2 separate regions of the Sus scrofa genome follow, and region 2 is linked to region 1. Evidence: chromatin contacts called from public Hi-C data. All regions are on one chromosome and are shown on one strand. Each heading gives the region's core, a stretch centred on a gene start, on an enhancer-like site or on the middle of the called end of the contact. The rest is flanking DNA. Distances are from core to core; before and after follow the strand shown.

What was found. A called contact is a pair of places that touch in the nucleus more often than the background predicts.
Region 2: a contact with region 1 is called in a Hi-C map of skeletal muscle, with 6 times the contacts expected there. The contact joins two enhancer-like sites. A contact is called at or near these places in 2 of 47 Hi-C or Micro-C datasets (liver and skeletal muscle) and 1 of 2 datasets of contacts at active chromatin or transcription factors (skeletal muscle).

The regions. Positions count from the first base shown.
Region 1 is chr17:37,980,496-37,985,640 of Sscrofa11.1, forward strand. All of the region lies in intron 10 of PIGU (phosphatidylinositol glycan anchor biosynthesis class U), which reads right to left. Among named protein-coding and RNA genes, the nearest start is that of MAP1LC3A, 25 kb to the left of the region's middle. Within about 2 kb of position 3,181, at least 35 of the 83 cell types and tissues checked have an H3K27ac peak or open chromatin away from gene starts, as enhancers often do. A contact at or near this core is called in skeletal muscle, where this site is marked.
Region 2 is chr17:38,126,135-38,131,182 of Sscrofa11.1, forward strand. It overlaps NCOA6 (nuclear receptor coactivator 6), which reads right to left. Exons shown (of 16, transcript XM_021078293.1): 13 at 2,706-2,774. Among named protein-coding and RNA genes, the nearest start is that of TP53INP2, 24 kb to the left of the region's middle. Within about 2 kb of position 2,172, at least 1 of the 83 cell types and tissues checked has an H3K27ac peak or open chromatin away from gene starts, as enhancers often do. A contact at or near this core is called in skeletal muscle, where this site is marked.

The DNA.
Region 1 (5,145 bases), core at 1,931-4,430:
TATTGGTCTACACCACTGCCACAGCAACACAGGATCCCAGCCTCATCTGCGACCTACACCACAGCTCATGGCAATGCCGAACCCTTAACCCACTGAGGCCAGGGATCAAACCTGCAACATCATGATTCCTAATCAGATTTGTTTCCACTGTGCCACAACGGGATCTTCTCCGCTGCCTTGCTCTTTAAGTCTCTTTTTGACAACGTCCCTCTCTAGCATCACCCCCACACCAAGAGGGAATGCAGAATCCCACCCGAAGCGCCCCCCTCACCAAGCTCCCAGAGGACCTGGTACAGAGGGTGGTTCGAGGGCAGGCAGGCCGAACTCTGCTGGTGGAGAAGGCAGCCTGACTGTGGGCTGCAGATTTAGCCTCAGAGAGATCTTGGTAAAAATTCCTCCTCTGCCAGCAAGTTTCTGAGTCCCAGCTTCCCCATCTCTAAAATAGGGCTAAAATGCCTACTTTGTGGGAGCATCCCATGAAATAAACAAGATGTGTGGAAAAGCTGGCACAGATATACTGCCGTGTTTTTTATTGGTGCGGTAACCAATCACCACAAACTTAAGTGGCTTAAACAATACAATTTACTATCTTACATTTATTTACTATCTTACATTTCGGGAGGTCAGAAGTCCACAGGCTAAAATCAGGGTACCTGCAGGGTTGCCTTCCCTCTGGTGGCTCTAGGGGAGAATCCGTGACCTTGCCTTTGTAGTGTGTAGAGGCTGCCTACATTCTTGGCCCATGACCCCCTTCCTTTTTCAACCAGCAATGATGGATTAAGTCCTTCTCACATTGTATCACTATGATCTCCTCTTCTGCCTTCCAATTATACTTTAGACCCTCTGACCATGTAAAGTGATGTAGTCACAGGTTCTGGGGATTGTGGGGTGGCCATCTTTGTAGGAGGCATTATTCTGCCTACCACACTGTGCTTTTATTTTCCATTTAATTCAATAGGGGATCTCTGACAGTAGGATTATATGCTATCGTTTCTTTATACTTTATTGCATTTTTAAATAAACTAATAAATATTATTTAAAATTAATTAAAAGAATGCCTTAAAAATTAGCACTTAAAAAAAAAAAAAAACAAAAACACCAAAAACTTAGCACTTAAAAAAGCTCAGGTAAGTTTCCTGGCAGGCACTTAATGATCAGAAGTTCCCTTCCCCTCTCTGATCCTGACCTTCAGGAAATCCCTTCTCCCAAGTCAGAGTTTTGGGACATTTAAGGGATGAACCTTAAGGCCTCTTGTCTCAGTTGTACAGTGACTTGGTTGAAATGCTATCCTGGCGGTTCATGCACTGGAAGGCGGACTGGATTACAGACAAGGTTCTCAATTCTGGTTGTAAAATGAACTCATCTGGGGAGCCCTGCCCAGACTAAGTCAATCAGAGTCGACAGGGGTGGGGCCCAGGCGTCCATACTGGTTTCTAAAAGCTCCCCTGGTGATTCCAATACGCAGCCAAGACTGGGACCCACTGGTGTACAGCTATAGACCCTTACCAAATAAGCAGCCCACACCAGTCTGTAACAGAGACTTCATGGGTCTGTGTCACATTGAGAATCATCAGGACAAGGTAGTTCGGAGTTTTCTTAAAGCTGAATGTTTTCAACTTAACGTTCCCTCTTTATTGAAAAATGATAGGTGTCTTGCTGCTGGCTGCTGTTGTTAAAATGTCCTTCCTTTTATGAAATGGGGATGAATAACTAGTAGTTGACTGTTTTTTGTTTTGTTTTCTTTTTTTGTTTTTGTTTTTGGCTGCATCCACGATATATAGAAGTTCTAGGACCAGATTTCGAACCCACACTACAGCTGCGACCAGAGCCACAGTTGCGACCAGAGCCACAGCAAAGCTGTGCCACCAGGTAACTCCTGACTGTTTTAATTTCTTCAGTAAAACAAAAAGTTGGCAACTTGGTCACCAGGATCTTTTGAAATGTTAGTGGTCCATGAAACCCCAAAATTTGGAAACGCTCGCCTGGAGGACTTGCAAGGTCCTCTTTTCTGATCTGAATTTCCAGGATCCTGGGCTTTCAAAGCTGAGAGGTGAAAGCCCTGACTCAAGCCTGAGACTTCTTGGAAGCCTTGTCCTTGCTCCCAGAAACAGAAGTCTGGGAAAAGGGATGTGTACACTGAGAATTATGCTTGTTATTATTAATAAACATATTTTTAATAAATATTAAATTATATCTTCAAGAAAGGAGAACTCCAACATTGGTGGTCCTTTACATTTCTCAGTGGTTCTTTCTGATCCCCTGGAAATTATTTTGCTGAAAAGAACATACACTATTCCTAAGATGAAACTCCTGTGGCCTGATGGCCCAAGTGGATTTTTGTTCTATTCTTCTAGTCCCTTTGGATTTCAGACTCGGTGACAACAGATGACCAAGAGGTTGAGAGAGGCTCACATGCCGCTCCTGGGTGCAGTCACAAAGAGCTGCAAGGATACATTCCCATGTGCCTGGAGGAACCGTCGTCACCAGCGTCCAGTTGGCTTCTGGCCTGTGGTGACCTTTGCAGGACTGGGGAGCTGCTGCTCACTCTTGCTGGCTGACAGGCCAGAGGATTATAGCTACATGCCAGAGCAGATGGAGCCAGGGACCTGGGGCACAGGACGGCCTGTTCCAGGCACTAGGAGGTATCGGAGATGTAAGAGATGACCCGGGCCTGATGAGACGCAAGGGTTCACCCTTCATCAGCTGTGCTAGGCCAGATGGAATCAGATTCCCCACCACGTTTACTGGGTGACTTTCTCTGATCTCTGGCTCCACTGCTGACAAGCCAAAACTTCAGGCAAGTCATTTTCCTTCCCTGAGTCTCAGGCTTATTCAGAAATAAAATCCCACTTGAAGAATCCAGTCCCATCAGGAGGGGAACAGAGGGGATTTAGGGACTTCAAAGGTCATGGTGGTGATGTTTCTTTTCTTAAACTAGGTTCTGGGTATATAGGACTTTGTTGTGTTATTTTTTATAATTAATGTGTATTTTAAAATCAGTATTCTTTTATCACTATAAAACAGTTAATAAAAACAAAATAAAGCACACACACACACAGACACACAATCCAGCCCTTTGGTAATTGGCTCTTTGAGCTGGACCACTGCAGGCTGGCACGGGCTCTGCCAGCAGGCTGTTCCCTAACACCGCAATTGCGCGTTCGTATGATTCATCCTGGCCCCAAGCCCCACAGAGTCCCAGCGTCTGGGACCTGCACTCAGGGAGGGGCCCACGTGCCTCTTCTCCCCACTGAGCCGGACAGAAAAACAAAACAGTGAATGTGCGAGCAGGCATGTTGGCACTGGAACTAATGTTTAAACTGAATTCTTAACCACATTAGAAGGCTGAATATATTCAACCTAGGCACACAGACTCTGCAGAATCTCCACAGGTCCAGGCTGAATGTAATGACTCACAGCTGCCATGCCCCAAACAGACATCGTGAGCACGAGTACCTTCTGCCACAGGAGCTGCGCCTCGAGAGGTGGCAGCCCAGGCTCTCTGCAGGAACCTTCAGATGAACTAAACTTGCCCAGCCAGCCAGCAACAGCATCTATTAGATCATCCAGGGTTTCAGAAACGCCATCCTTATTTTTTTGTGCCTCACCACCCCAGAGGGCATAAAATAGCTTATTTCAAGTTTTGAAAAATATGTTTATTTCAGTGACTCTGAATGACTGTGGGTACCAAGCCTAAGGCTGGCTTTGATCATAAAACTATGCAGGAGACCCCTCCGCCCTGCAACCCCTGCATAATTATCACTACTATTAATAACTGCAGTGCTATTTACATTTTCTTCTTTCTCAAACTTGAAACGCCCATGAAAGATATTCTCCCCATATGACAGATGAAAAAAACGGGAGGCTCAGAAAGGTTAAATAACTTGCTATAATGGGAAAGCCAGGACTCAGACTCAAGGCAATCTGGCTCCAGACCATGTTCAGCAATAGGAGATGAAAGATATTCCCCGAGGGAGATGCAGCCAAAAACGACTCCATTTGGAGGGGAAAGGGGATCAACATCCCCAAGACCCACCCTGTCACAAACTGGGGTAGGTTCCTATGCCCTGTGACTTGCCATTGGCCACTCTGCCAAGGGGCGCCAGGCGGACTCTGAGGCTGCTGGACTGGATGATTCTTGACTGTGTAATGAGGGTGTCGCAGGCAGAAGATGCCACTTCCTGCTTCCAGTCAAGCTGCCTGGCCACCACCCTACCAGGCATCACCTGCAGGAGCAGCAGGGCTTGGCCTGCCCACTCGCCTGTTTATCTTCACTCAGAGGCCCACTCCTACAGGTAGAGTTCTTTCTAACAGCTGATCAGTTTCACTTCCTGGTTGACACCCAGCAGTCCCAAAACAATAACAAAGACTTGCTTCCTCTGAAGTCTGCCCTGCCTGGGTTCATTCTTGACACCTTGCTGTGCACCCACCTTAGGCAAGGAAAGTTCAACAGTTCCCTTCCCGGTTTAGAGAATCGAGTGGTACTGGGCCACTGGCACTGCCTCTTTACTAGAGAGGTTTCAAAGAGCCAAGCACAAACATGTGCTGAGTTGTTCTGTGTGTCAGGTTTGATCTTGGGTGCTGGAGACACAGAGGTGAGGGAGCCATGAGCCTACCCTTGGGGAGCCCACAAACACTGAAAAGAACTCACATAGGGGGTGAAGAGCCAGACTGAGGGAGACACTAGGAAACACTAGAAAGCATAACTAGATCACCACTAGGCCACCTTTTGAGGAAGGGATGGTTAGAGCTTAAGGGGTCTTCACAGCAGGCAGGAAGTCTAATGTTGCCTGTCTGTCTTCTGTGGATCTTTCGACACACCACTGGGAAATGGTTCAAAGCCAAGGCCTAGTGCCGCACTGTCCAACACAACAGCTACTAGCTGTGTGTGCCTTCTTAAATTGAAGTTAAAAATTCAGTTTCTTAGCATACTGGTGGCTATTCTATGGGACTATCCACAGAAAGCCCAAATGGACAGCACTGGCTGGAGGCTCACAGGTTTGGAATCTGACGCCAGCCCTTCTACCTACCAGTCAAGGAACAAGTGGCTCTACTTTTCTGTACCTCAGTTTCCTCATCTGCAAAATGGGGATACTTTCTTCAGAGTCTGGTGTGAAGATAAAATGAGCCAACGTGTGTAACACT
Region 2 (5,048 bases), core at 922-3,421, 140 kb after region 1:
TATCACTAGGTTAGTAAAATAATCCTCTTCCTCTCATGTGAAAGAGATTGTTTTCATTCTTAGACTATCTTTACCCTCTTGACATATTTTTTTAAACAGCAATCTTCAACTATGTCTCAAATATCTATTAAGGATGCATTCTCCTCCAAAGGATTTCTTCACTGAATTTTAGAGGGCAGATTGCTGTACTCTGAGATATTGCCTAAATACCCCACTATGTTCTTCTCTTCCTCAACCTCTCAGCAATGCCCTCCAAGAAAGGAAACTCTCAGTAATTTGTTTAAAAGCGTTTGCTTAAATGAGCATCCTATGGGTTTACCAGGCACTTCTTTCTCAGCACCAGCAGAAAAACACCTTCTTCCTCCATCATACACCTTTAGGTAGTTTCATCTTTTGCAAAAGACCATCCCTGATGCACCAGTCGGCAGTGATCTCTCCTGCCTCTGGTCTCCCACAGCCCTTTACCTGTTCCCCCTTTCAGGGAATTCAGCATCACAGACTCAGCATACATGTCTAACCTGCCTTACTTACTGCACAGTCATCTCCCTGAAGGCAGTGAAGTCAGAGTGCCTGGGTTATTTTGACCTCATTGTTTAGTAGCCATGTATTGGGCAAGTTACTTGACCTCTCTGTGCTAAAAAAAAAAAAAAGGGATCACTACCCACCTCCAAGTTAAAAAGATTAAATGGAACAATGCATCTAAAAAACTTAGTATATAGCACCTGGCACTTGGTAATTACTCAATATTAGCCATTATTAGTATTGCTATGATGCTCATGTTGATGCAGTCTTTATGTAAGGAGGCTGTACTTCTCTGCCTTCAAAGATGGCAGAAGGGAATTTTTGCTTCTCATTTGCTATTTAGCTCCCCATATCTAATCCATAAAACCTGGAGACTCTCCAGAAGAAACCTCACTGAGTCTCTGCTGCCTTGCTGGCTCTGCTAGAGCTGAGAAATAGGTACTGTGTGTTCAAATGTAAAAACAGCTCAAGCCAAAAAAAAGTTGATTACAAAAAAATTTTGGTTTGCTTTTTTTTTGTTTTTTTTTTTTTTGTCTTTTTTGCTATTTCTTGGGCTGCTTCCGTGGCATATGGAGGTTCCCAGGCTAGGGGTTGAATCGGAGCTGTAGCCACCGGCCTACGCCAGAGCCACAGCAACATGGGATCCGAGCCGCATCTGCAACCTACACCACAGCTCATGGCAATGCCGGATCGTTAACCCACTGAGCGAGGCCAGGGACCGAACCTGCAACCTCATGGTTCCTAGTCGGATTCGTTAACCACTGCGGCTTCGTTAACCACTGCGCCACAACGGGAACTCCTGGTTTGCTTTTTTGAAACAAAATTCAACGCTTTTGAGAATTTTAACACTATCACAGCTAATTCATGTAAGTGGAGACCAAAGGGATTTAATGAAGGCAATTATTGGCTTAGTGAGTATTTTTAGGAGATTCATTTAAGCCAAACTTTCAAAAGGAACAAGATTCTTCAGCTAATTACTCTGAGAAGGAGGATATATGATATGGTAAAGCCCATTTTCTGGAGAAAAGAGTTGGGGCAGGAGATGGAATTCCCTTCCCTCTTCTAATCGCTCCCTTTCTCATAAAAAAGTGAGTTTTACAATCTAATTTCTTCTCTGAGTAATCTGCTCCATTCCTACCCTTCTCAGGTATCATGTAGCAAAGGCAGAATCTGGGTGGCTAATTTTTTTTTTTCCTCATCCATTTTTTCAGAGGCCTGGTTTTACTTAAAGTCTATACCAAAGTATATACAACAGAAAGTCCTATCCATAATATAGGACATGGCACCCTGAAGCAGGTTTTAAAATAATCACAACTTTTACTGGCTTAGACTCAAAATTAAACATGGCTGTATATTTTTAAAACTTAATTTTGTCAAATGTGTGAATTGTATTGTCACTGAGATTCTAACCTTCTTGTGAAAAGCAATCATACTTCTCTTTTTCTTTTGTTGGTACCCCTCAATAACCTACAGTGACAAAGAGCCAGGCAAGACTAAACTATAACGAACCATGCTCTTTATCAGCTTCAGCCATCTAATCTATGAGGGCAGTGCGCTGTCACTGCCATCAAGATCCTAATGCGTTCAGAGCTGACCCAGCAGCCTACAGCAGTTATTTGTCAGATTACCACGGACTCCACCTTCCAGAAACTCCATCTCTAGTGCTATTTACAATATCTTGGTCATGGGAAGAAACTTAATGCCATCCAGAAATGACTGAAATGACTGATCCCCTGGAGGAATGGCTACCTCACGACAGCAGAGACTCTCTGAACAAGCCTCTACTCCTGTCAGGATAATGTAATTACCTTCATAATGCAGTGATGCTTGCCACCCCAGCAAATTACTACATGCCAATCAGGCAGCTGCCAGCTATGGGTGCCGGGGTCATGGAACAGGGCAAACTCTGCAATGGAAACCACCCACAACTGGGTGGCAGACAGACAATGGGCACTGAGATGCCCTTCTTGAGTTCCCTGGCTGACCCCAGGAATGCGTCAGAAAGCAAGCCGGTCAGGAGAAAAATAACCTCAAATAGTACTGCACAAGCTCTGCCACTCAACTGAAGTCTGCTCTGAAGCAGGTAAGACCGTTTCAGCCACTTCCTGGCACAATGAGGATAGCAGTGGTTCCTTCACATGTTATTCATTCCATTCAAAAAATTTTTCCAAGGTGGACCTTACCTGGTCTGGCAACAGACCCCTGCAGTGCTGTGGCTGGAGTTTCCTTTGGGATTAAATTCTGTGAAGGGGCTGAGGCAAGAAAAACAAAAACGAGCAGTCTTTTACCTTCATTTCTAAACAAAGCAGAAAATACTGACTGAATCAAGGGCTAAGTAGTGGCTGAAATACACATACTCTTAGAGGACAATACTGAAGTTGGCTTTGAAAACATATTTCAAAATTTAATTAACTACTTTAACATTCACTAACAAAGACTACTGCTAGGGATGTTCTTCCTTTTTTGTATATACAAAGATCAAGGGACAACATGGCCACGAGACAATAGTACCCATAATTTTTACCTCTTGGGGTCAAGTTCTGTCCAGTACTCTAAAAAACCCAACGGCAAACCTTAGTAGGCAACAAACCACTTACAGATGGAAAATTACACCATTCAACCTTGGCCTTTGAAAAATTGCTCATCCCTCTAAAAACTACATTCCTTGAGACCTGAAATGAATCATATAATTTATTCTGTACTTTTTTACAGTATTTGTCAAGTGCGATGGGCATAAAACTAGTATTCAATTCATATTTAATAAACCAAATCAATTTGATATGTTATCTACTAATTAACAGTTACCAAGAATTTACTAGAGGCGAGGCTCTGTGCCAAGCAAACTTAGAGACCAAATTACATTGTTCTTGCCCATCAGGAACTCAGTCTAGTATTAAATATAAGATGTGGTACACTGAAGTGAACTATAACATTATGTGAGCCAGAGTCATAAAGTACAAAACGCTATGAGAGTCCAAAGAAAAGGCGATCAACGCTAGATTGAGAAATCTGAAGGTATATTAAAGGGAGAAACATCAGGATTAGGCTTTGAAGGACAGAGAGATCTCAGGCCCTTGAAGAGGAATGGAACAGAATGCACAATGTACTCTAGAATGGAAATTTCTTGGATCATACGTTAAAGATTGAGGGGACAGATATGCCACAGTCATTCAAGGTTATGTCCTACCATCTTGACACTCAGTCTAATGTCCTAGATAAACTCTGCCACAAGTTTCATCCTCTTGTGGAAATGGTGATTTCTGCAGATTTCTTTCCCTAGTCAATGATGCATTTATGTTAAGAATTTGGATGCTGGAGTTCCCATCGTGGCTCAGCGGTAATGAACCCGACTAGGATCCATGAGGACTTGGGTTCTATCCTTGGCCTCATTAAGTGGGTTGGGGATCCGGGATTGCTGTGGGCTGTGGTGTAGGTCACCACGAGATGAGGCCTGGACCCAGTGTTGCTATGGCTGGCAACTACAGCTTGGATTCAACTCTTAGCCTGGGAACATATGGAATACAGTGGGTACAGATGTAGACAGGAAAAAAAAAAAAAAAAGAATTTGGATGCTTAAAACTAATAAAGCTTAAAACTATACCTTAACTTTTACTTTTTACTCCACCATTGGTTTCTCACACTGTCAAAGTAAAAGCACAGAAGCCCCTTGAAAAAGAATGGAAATAATCTTAACTAAAATTGAGAAGTTTTTTCCAACTGCTAGTTCACCTCTCTAAGGCTCACATATTTTTCTAGGATTGTATATGATCCAGATAAGAATATTTTCTAATCATTTCATCATTATTCTCTTGGTACTGGAGGGAAAAGTTTCCTGAAAGAAAGTAGAATGGAAACATTTAATAGCAGAGAATATAAGTCACACAAGGTTTTTAAAATATTCTTAGGGCTCACCTACATTTATAGCGCTAGAACCAGAAATCTAGAGTGCCCAGCCCTATGAAGTCTCTGTCTCCTGCAAGGGCAGAGAACTCCTTGGAGACCTTCCTCTCTCCTTGTAACTCTAGCACTGAAGTGAAGAGGCAAAGAGAAGGGGAATTAGCCTTTGCAAGGCTCTGTGTGAGAAAGTGTGCTGGCCTTCATGCTAAGCCCTCTCAATAAATCTTTGTATAAACTGTCAGAGGTAGGAATTACAATCTCCATTTTACAGGTGAAGTACATGGCTTACAAGAAGTTAAAGGATTTATCCAACTGCAACTGGTAACCACTGGAGCTAGAATTTGAACTCTGATCCTTCACTGAAGTTTGTGTTCCTTCTGCTCCTCAAAACATTTTAGCTGCATAAACAAGACAGGCACTATTGGTGGCCCTAGGATACAACAAAGGTCCTTCCAGCTTTGGCAGTGTTCGACTGAGTCCACTCTGGGGAAAAAGAGCTTCTGTACCACTTAAGCCTTACAGAAGGAGGAACACGTGTGCATGCGTGTGTGTGTGTGGGGGGGGGGAATGCAAAGGAAAGGGAGATATAAGGACATCTATGCTGCCATCATTAGCCTACCTTAACAGTA